Linked DNA regions of Mus musculus: regions 1 and 3 are each linked to region 2. Evidence: chromatin contacts called from public Hi-C and HiChIP or PLAC-seq data. All regions are on one chromosome and are shown on one strand. Each heading gives the region's core, a stretch centred on a gene start, on an enhancer-like site or on the middle of the called end of the contact. The rest is flanking DNA. Distances are from core to core; before and after follow the strand shown.

The links. A called contact is a pair of places that touch in the nucleus more often than the background predicts. HiChIP or PLAC-seq counts read pairs in DNA pulled down with a chosen protein or histone mark.
Region 1: a contact with region 2 is called in an H3K27ac HiChIP or PLAC-seq map of stem cell-derived neural progenitor cells, with 2.8 times the contacts expected there. The contact joins the enhancer-like site here to the promoter of Mtmr6 in region 2. A contact is called at or near these places in 7 of 39 promoter capture datasets (cranial neural crest, frontonasal cranial neural crest, hippocampal neurons and 3 more), 2 of 484 Hi-C or Micro-C datasets (cortical neurons and nephron progenitors), 12 of 115 datasets of contacts at active chromatin or transcription factors (a beta-TC-6 cell line, bone marrow-derived macrophages, embryonic basal ganglia and 8 more) and 2 of 9 other capture datasets (adipose tissue and liver).
Region 3: a contact with region 2 is called in a Hi-C map of olfactory sensory neurons, with 2.2 times the contacts expected there. The contact joins the promoter of Atp8a2 here to the promoter of Mtmr6 in region 2. A contact is called at or near these places in 1 of 484 Hi-C or Micro-C datasets (olfactory sensory neurons) and 1 of 9 other capture datasets (adipose tissue).

The regions. Positions count from the first base shown.
Region 1 is chr14:60,408,650-60,411,664 of GRCm38.p6, forward strand. No RefSeq gene overlaps it. Among named protein-coding and RNA genes, the nearest start is that of Amer2, 32 kb to the left of the region's middle. Within about 2 kb of position 1,457, at least 47 of the 459 cell types and tissues checked have an H3K27ac peak or open chromatin away from gene starts, as enhancers often do. A contact at or near this core is called in cortical neurons, forebrain, hippocampal neurons and 4 more, where this site is marked.
Region 2 is chr14:60,263,762-60,266,842 of GRCm38.p6, forward strand. Mtmr6 (myotubularin related protein 6) reads left to right here and starts at 1,444. Exons shown (of 14, transcript NM_144843.4): 1 at 1,444-1,600. The coding sequence starts at 1,577. It overlaps Gm38641 (a long non-coding RNA gene), which reads left to right. Exons shown (of 3, transcript XR_874661.1): 3 at 1-146.
Region 3 is chr14:60,085,534-60,088,233 of GRCm38.p6, forward strand. Atp8a2 (ATPase, aminophospholipid transporter-like, class I, type 8A, member 2) reads right to left here and starts at 1,381. Exons shown (of 36, transcript NM_015803.3): 1 at 1,049-1,381. The coding sequence starts at 1,149. It overlaps 4930563I02Rik (RIKEN cDNA 4930563I02 gene), which reads left to right and starts at 1,973. Exons shown (of 3, transcript NR_166718.1): 1 at 1,973-2,700.

The sequences.
Region 1 (3,015 bases), core at 207-2,706, 140 kb after region 2:
CCAGGCCAGCCTAAGCTATTGAGTGAGACCTTGTCTCAAGGTGATGGTGATGATGATGGTGGTGGTGGTGGTGGTGGTGGTGGTGGTGATGGTGATAGTGATGATGGTTTCTCATAGAAACCCAGGACCACAGCGCAGGGGTGGCATCACCCACAGTGATCAGGGCCTTTCATTAATTAAGAAAATGCCCTACCCCTGGTTATTTTGGAGGCATTTTCCTAGTTGAGGTCTCCTCCTCTCAGCTGACTTTAGCTGTGTCAAGTTGACATAAACCTTCCAGCACAGAGATGCTCACAGAGGTTTGTGTTGCAGAGGGGAGGTTTCTCGCCAGAGTGTGCTCACATGAGGGTGACTTACAAACGAGGTTGTGAATTCAGGGATCTGTTGAGTTTGGACAAGATCTTATGATATAGCAGGAAGTGCCAGAAGGCGCTAATACTCCTGCCGTAGAGCTGAGAATCGGCAGGGGCGATTCCCTCACACCCAGACATTTCCCAGAGATGGCTTCTCTGTTTTCCCGTTCCCAAAGTTGGGAAATAATCCAGAGCAGCTGAAATCAAAATCTGTATGCCTGGAACAAGTTTCCCTTCCTCAAAACTAGTTTCTTAGGTGGGCGTGGTGGCGCACACCTTTAGTCCCAGCACTGAGAGGCAGAGGCAGGCAGATTCCTGAGTTCAAGGACAGCCTGGTCTACAGAGTGAGTTCCAGGACAGCCAGGGCTACACAGAGAAACCCTAAACTCTGTCTCCAAAGCCCACCAAACAATCATACCAAAACAACAACAAACCTAGTTAGTTCCTTTCCCTTCCCCCTCCCCATCTTCCCAACACCCCTATTCTTCCCAGTCCCCTCCCCCTCCCCATTCCCTTCCTTTCCTCTTGCTTCTTTTCTAATGTTTACTTTTTGTGTGGATCCATTCCCCCACCCCCACCCCCGTGTGGTTGGGATCAAATCTGTGGCCAGGCAATCATTCCAAGCCTGAGGCATTTTTGGTCTGTTTCCTAAAGTTCTTTATCCTACCTTGTTTCCAAGGAACCACATTGGACTTTAGCAATACTTCATTCAGCATGATGGGCAATCGTTTACCAAGAATGTTTGCAAAGCTGACTGTGCATTGACTGTGCACTTGGCAAAGCAGAACTTGCTCATAAAAACACTAATCAGGCAGGCAGATGTCGGGTCTACCAGGTTCCTTATCACAAGCCTGTGGGGGAGGGGTAGAGGAGGGGGAACGGAGTAGCGCAGGGGTGGGAGGTGGGGGGGTGGGTTCAGGGAGTGGAGCCTGTGTTCCTGTCTTGCCTCTGGAAGATGCACTCTGCTTTGATGCCCTGAGGGTAGCATTGTGTAAGCTCAGCCCCCAGCAGCTGACAATTTTCACGAATTGTTTACAGTGCTCTGATTTTTACACTCCCTTAAAGGATCTGTGTGCATGCTGATTGCGGAAGGTAATATTTCCAGCATCAGTAACCATGGTAATGAATCATCCTTCTCAGAATGAGTGCCAGCTGCAGGAGTGTCTAGCTAGTAGCACCCCGGTGTTCTGCTAATGAGTGGTTTCATTAGCTATAGAAGGAAGGGCATTTCCACTTCTTCACATCTTTGCATGTTCTGCTAAAGGCTCCTCCTTGGGAGCAACATTTGAAAAAAAAAATAATCTCATTTGGCAAAACCTCAATCCCCAAAGGAAAGCATTCCTCAGTCCAGAAAGTGGAGCGTGTAGGAGCACCTTTGATGCTTGTGCTGGCTGGCCCACGCACCCACGCATCCATGCATCCTTATTGCCGCTTTCCTTTCTCTGTAGAAAACACTCCATCAGCATTCCTCTTTGACGGTATTGGAGTTTAAATATTTTAAAGACTTATGCTGTGAATAATTTAAGATAAATAAAGCAAGCCTCTAAACTCCCTTTGAATTATGTAACGGGAGCTTTGAAGTGTGTTAGCACTCTGTCTTACCAGATTTGAATTTTTTTTCTTCCTCCCGTGAAGAGTGAAGTGGGAACGAAAGTCACTGTTGTCCTTTATCTGATGAGGAGTCGAGTTACTGAGCATCTGAGCATCACAGAGATAGGAGCCTGACATAACGGACACTACTCCATCTGTGCGGGAGAAGACCCCACGCCACTCCTGCCAGGACCACGGGGAGGAAGGAAACTCGACATCCAGAGCCATGATGGGCATCGTCACATAGATGTGCCCATAGGAAGGCTGAAGGAAGGTGCTTTCTCTGCCACCATGCACTGTGTGTTCATTTCCTTTAACCTTCCGAGGACTGTGATATAGGCATTGTTTCCATCCCACAGGTGAGAAGACTGAGGCCCAGAGGTTATGGAACAGTTCTGGGTTGTAAATGGCAGAGGCAGATGGCCTACCTGGAGGATCTAAGCAGAGCCTTCCTTGTAACCCCTCATGCCATCATGGAAGAAAGCTCAAGGGAGGGCAAAGGGTTTTTTTGTTTGTTTGGTTGGTTGGTTGGTTGGTTTGTTTTGTTTTTTTAAGTTATTACATTTTCTTCTTCTATTTAAATTTGCTTTAATTGTTTTTGTTTGTTTGTTTGTTTGTTTTGTTTTTGGGCCAGGCTGGGTGGTTGTAGGTTTATGGGTACGTCTGTACCATGCCGTACAAGTAGAATTGAGAGAACAATGTGTAGAAATCTGTTCTCTCTTTCCAACATGTGGGTCCCTGTGATACCACCCAGGTCATGAGGCTTGACTTGGCATCGAATGCTTTAACCAGCTGAGCCATCTGCTAGCCTCAGGGCACAGTTTCCAATCTCGGCTGGGCTTCTGCCATTTGTCTCGTACACATTTCTTTCTCTTCCTGCATTTCAAATAACACCTGCTTCACAGAGAACATGGGAGGAGCACAGGAGAAGATGTACATGGGAGCCTATTGCACCTGCTTCACAGAGTAGCGGGGGGACTGCATTAGAAGATGCACCTGTGAGCTGCCTATGCAGACCAGTGAGTGTGTGGAGATGGCAGCCACAACTGTTGCTGGAGAAACAGGGGCAATA
Region 2 (3,081 bases), core at 194-2,693:
ACAAGGTAAATTTATTTTTACAAACAATTCTTTTGTACACATACATCTTTACTACTTAATTATGAGTAGAACAGAGATAGATATGTTTTTCTGATACAGCTCAATTCAAAGATACACTAATTTGATATATACTAAGGAATAATAGGAAAATATGAAAAGTTTTGCTTTCTGTAATCAAACTGCTCTTTCTATAAGAGTAGCAATGTTTGTACAAACTGTAAAGACACCACAATTCATAACACATAGTAGATGAAATCTGATCTGAGGCAGTTACTGTCATGAACACAGCAAAGTACAGTTGTAGAGATTTGAGACCCAAAGCTTATTCCAGAAGCAAAGCCAGAGATAGGCTGCGTTTTTAATCAAGTTTTGGTCAGCTCCTGGTCCCCAGGGTTGCCATGAACAGTTTAAAAGTGTTGGTTTAATTGAAAGGTCTTTTGCAGGAGGCAGCCAGAGAAGCAAGGAGAGAGCACACCAGCTACCCGTTAGGAAGGCAAACTGCCCATCCCAGCCATTTTTGTTTATTTACAAAAGACAAAGATCAGAAAAGTTTCTAATAAGAATTTAACAGATGGGCTGTTGAAATGGCTTAGTGTGTAACAGCACTGACCACTCTTCCAAAGGACTTGAGTTCAAATCCCAGCAACCACATGGTGGCTCACAACCATCCATAATGAGATCTGATGTCTTCTTCTGATGTGTCTGAAGACAACTGCAGTGTACTTATTTATAACAATAATTAAATCTTTGGGCCAGAGCGAGCAGAGGTCCCTAAATTCAATTCCCAACAACCACATAAAGGCTCACAACCATCTGTACAGCTACAGTGTACTCACATACAAAAAAAAAAAAAAAAAAAAAAAACAACAAAAAAAAAAAACTTAAACAAAAAGAACTTAACAGATAAGCCATCTTTCCAACCCTGAGCAATATCTTTCAAATTAAAAAAAGACATTCATGTAGCATCTTAAATTAAAGTGCAGCCTTATCTATAAGCCTGTAAGAGTAATATCCTGCCCCTTGGTAACAAAGACCATACAAAATGTACTCAAACTTAATACTGATAATCATAATAGAATTTAATAGTTCATTACAGGAGCCCAGTGCTCCATGAGTTTCTAAATGTAATTTAACCTGGAATTTAGAGGTATCCAGTCTCGCACTCACTGGAAAATTCCTTTTGGTCAGGAAAAGGAATATCTTTAAACCTAGAAAAAGCTTCTAGTCCCTCTTGCTGATCCTTGTCTAGCTGAACATGTGGGTTAGCTTGGTTGGCCGGGGCAATACCAGTCCTCCATCAGAGAGGGCGCTGTACAACAGGCCATGCATGTGGCCCAGCTAGCATACGCTCTCTATGGGCGACACTCAGCCGGCTGTCAGGATCCCCTCTGAAGCTAAGATTTGCGGAAGTGTTTCTAGGCGACAGAGCTCTCAGATGACGCCTGCGCAGTGCCACCGGCGGCGGGGGTGGCTGACGCTGCCGGGTTGAGGGAGTTCCTGCGGGTGGCTGTCACCGCCCCGTTTCTCTCCCGATGGTGCTCTCCTGAGGCCAGCTGCCTGCGGGCGTCGCCCCGGGATGGAGCACATCCGGACAACCAAGGTAGTCGGCGGGAGATCCTCGCAGCTGCCGGGGTCCATTGGGCAGAGGCGGACGGGCAGTTTGGGGGTGCGGGGCCTCCGTTGAGGGCCGGCAGTTTGGGGGTGCGGAGGCCGTGTGGACAGCGCAGGCGCCTTGGCAGGAGGTGCTTGGGGAGTCGGCAAACGGTGGCCGCCCAGCGAGCTTTGCTCTTTTGGACAAGACTGGGGCTGCTTTTTACTTTGGGGGATTTCGGCCGATCGCCGCCTGGCTCGCCCCCAGGCTGGTGGGTCCAGTTATCCATCAGTGCTGTGCTGTTCTTGAACCAGTCTTGCTCTGGTTTAAGTGCCCCGCCCGCTCTTTTCCGCGGTGCAAATATTAGCGCATCCGAGGCCACTCACTTTTCTAGTTCTCCAGACACTTAGAGTTGATACTTCTGTGCTTCCAACTTTAGGCATTGTCTTAAGTGTAGGGAGCCAACTTGACAGCAGTTATGCAGAAGGGGAAAGAAAGGCTGTGTCATATTGTAAAAGGTCCATGGAACTTTCCTATAACTGAGCTTGTTTGTCAAGTCCGTGCTTAATTTTTCTGTGTGAGAAGAATTCAGAGAATGGCCAAACTTCAGCCTCAGAAAGGGCCAAAACAGAAATGGAGATCAAAGGGCGTGAATGACCTTTTAAGATGAGGAAAAACACCTCTCTGGGCTTTGCCAGAGCCTTAACTGTCACTTACTGTCTGTCCTAAAGGTCTTAAAGTTACAGGTCATTTGGGAATAAACTGCATTTTTTTCTTCATTATTCTTTAAAACGCTTCACAGTCCTTGATGTTATGGATAACATAACATGAATTTTTGTTAGGATTTATTTTGGAGTTTGCCTATACTATTTGTAGGAAATGTGGAGGTGCTCCTCTTCCAAAATTTTGGTTTTTTTGAGACAAGGTTTCTCTGTGTAGCTCTGGCTGTCCTGGAACTTGCACTGTAGACTAGGCTGGCCTTGAATTTACAGAGAGCTATCCTCCTTTGATTCCAAGTGCAGGGATTAAAGGTGTGCACCACCACTGCTTGGCAGATTTTATTTATTTATTTAAAGAGAAGGAACGTTTAAGTTGCTGACATTTAAAATTTGAAAATGGGAGGATGATTCGATGTACAGCAGAGGGTGCTAAGGCAGGGAAGAGAATGAGAGTGAGCATGGGAGCCCTTCTTGTCCCTGTCACAGGGCCCTAACAGCTGTCGGCTCAGAAACTGCCTTCTACTCTGAACCTCATTGCTTGTTTGCTGCTGAGAATCTCTCTCTCTCTCTCTCTCTCTCTCTCTCTCACACACACACACACACACACACACACATCAGTGAAAGCAAACAGAATCCAGTGAACTAAAAACACCCTGATCACTAAGTGAGCACTGGTGGGAAAATCTAGATGATTCCCTTCATTAGTTACAAAATGACCTCCGTCAGTTTATGAAGAACCGATCTGGCCTTTGGGGTGTATAGCTGTCATTT
Region 3 (2,700 bases), core at 131-2,630, 180 kb before region 2:
ACATATGTGCACATATACATTGTTATTCTCTCCCAAATCCTATCAAGCTATAGAAATGACCAACCAGACCTTGCTGCCAGTGTGGCATTACCAAGGTACTGTAATAGTTAAATATCTAACCACAAAGTTTTAGCCGAAGCAAAAAACAAACATACAAACAAACAAACAACCTGGAAATCCAGACCTGAGTAGGATGTTCTAAGCAGCACACTAAACTATCCTCAGAAATCACTCACAGACATGAAGTTGGTCAAAGCTCAAAAGTTTAATGGTGGCTCAAAGTGTGCTAACACTGAGCTAAGAAACAAGCTTTGCACAGCAGCAAGAATTTGCTTGCTAGTCAGATAAGTGGGTTTGATTTCTAGCTTTCCCATTTAGTAGCTATTAATATATGAGCGTAGTACAAGATTTCACATCTCTCCACTCCAGTTTCCTGATCTGGAGGCAATGATTTGCTCCATGAGACACTGGAGATGCGCAGCTAAGGCGCCTAACACAGTGGCCAGCTGACAGAAAGCAGACACAAAAATGCTACCCTCCATTCATATTTCTGCTGACTCTGGGCAAGACTTCCTAGCAAATGAGAAGACCCTTAGCAAATGCAGTGGATCACTGGGAAATAAATGTGAGTCCCTGTAGCCTGTGAGACTCACATTCATTCCCTTATAAAGCACTTCCCCACAGATGTTCTGCAAACTACTCAAGAGAGCTGTGACAAAGAGAACCATCATTGAGGTTTCAGGGAGACTATGGAGATTCTTGGAAGGCAGTAAGGGGTGAGAGGACACCTTCACTTTTATCGGTGGCATTAGAAGAACTTCCATAAGGCCCACAGATTGGCTGGGCACAGCTCTGCATAGGAGAAGGCAGCATCTGTGTTCACATGGCCCACTGGGCGCTGGGTGTGGACCTCTGGGCTCAAAGTGGGTGCAGGAGGCAGAGATGCAAAGTGCTGGGGAAAGCAAGTGAACTGAGGGCCGCCCGGGTGATGGAAAAGCCATCCCGTGAATGTGAGCATTGAGCTTCACCCGGCTGCCTGTTCTCCTACCTGATCCGGTTGTCGCAGAATTTGTTGAGATGAGATTGGTTGAGGTAAATTATGCGGGCCGGTGCCTCTAGCTGGTCTCCAACAGACGTGGCCCGGGACATCTCATCCTCTGCCTTCTTGTAGCCCGCAGAAGAACGAACGGGTCCTGCAGAATCGAGGCGCGGGGAAAACAAAACACAAAGAAATCAGCCTCCAGGCCCGAGGCTGCGAGCAGGCTGCAAGCGGGGACCAGCCGCGAAGGATGCTCTGGAGAGACTGGGGCCGCCTATGCACCTAGCCTGCCCCTGGAGACTAGACCGTAGCCACAGCCGCCGCCGCAGCGGCAGGCCCCGCCCCACTCAGCCCCGCCCTGAACCTGTGAGGCCCCACCCCTTTGGGACTCGAGACGCCCCACCCCGACCTGTAAATAGGCTCCACCTCCTGGGCCCCGCCCCGCCGTGGACCTGTGAGGCCCCGCCCCTCCCCCCCCACCCCCCCTCCCCAAGCCTCATCCCAACCTGGATTCGTGGCGAAGGTTCCCAGGCTTCTCTAGCTCTGGATTTACCAGAGACCTCACGCTGCCCTGGACCTTCAGGAGGCCGGGTGGACCCAAGGTAACCCCATCTTGCCCGACCCCAGTGCTCCTGGGAGTCTGGCAGCCCAGAGCGAGATGGGGATGGAGCTGGCTGCACGGGTAGCTTGTGGTACCCGCGCTTGCCAGGTTGGCCCAGGGGCAATGGCAGGAGGGCTGCTTTAGTCTGCCTGAGATTGGAGAGGAGGCTAAGGGAGTCAGTAGCAAAGCCAGAAGACCTCCACTTAGCCGAGGCCACGCCTTGTCCTTGCACTCGGAACCTGGTTTTTCTAGAATCCTTTGACAATGTTTAGTCACAATGAGACAAACAACCCTAGCGAGATACCACAAGTGAAGTCATCACTGCTGAAAGTACTTCCACTGTGAAATCAGTCCCGCACCAGGTGGACAGAGCTTGTCTCCCACTGCGATCCTGCACGAGCTCTTCTGCTGGTGTCCATAAATAAGCCAGATCACCTCAAAAGAGCAACTTCATCTCCAGCTCTGGTCCAGCATGTGAGCTCCCAGTTCCTTCTTAAGTAGTTCCTGTGGCTCCTACACAAGCTTCCCTGCCTCCCAGTTCTATAAAACTGACAGCAAGCTTTATTTAGAAGCCTTTGAGCGGGCTTAACTCCCCAGCAGTTTTCTTAGGTGTATGCAGAAGTATATACTACACTGTGTGCTCACGTGTGTACACACACACACACACACAGAGAGAGAGAGAGAGAAGCTCAACCCAGCATCCCCTCTGGGAAAAGGCAGCCCACCTTGAGAAGTAACCTTTAGGGAGAATCAAAGCTCTGCAAGTGGAACCTTGTTTTCCTTAACTATTCATCCAACTAACGCTTCATCTTCTCTATCAAAAAGGTGTATACTACACACCATTTGCAAAACTTGAATCTTACGGGAGTCAACTCCCATTTGCTAGCTACAGATATATCTGTTTGCTGACATGAAGAAAATCTGGAAAACTACACTTGTGTTTCAATCATCTTAACTTGACTACAAGGATTGTAATCCCCAGCAGGAGAAAGCAGAATCTGAGAGGCGAACTGAGTATCTCAAGTGGACATACTATGCAGACCAGTGAAGAAGTAGTAAG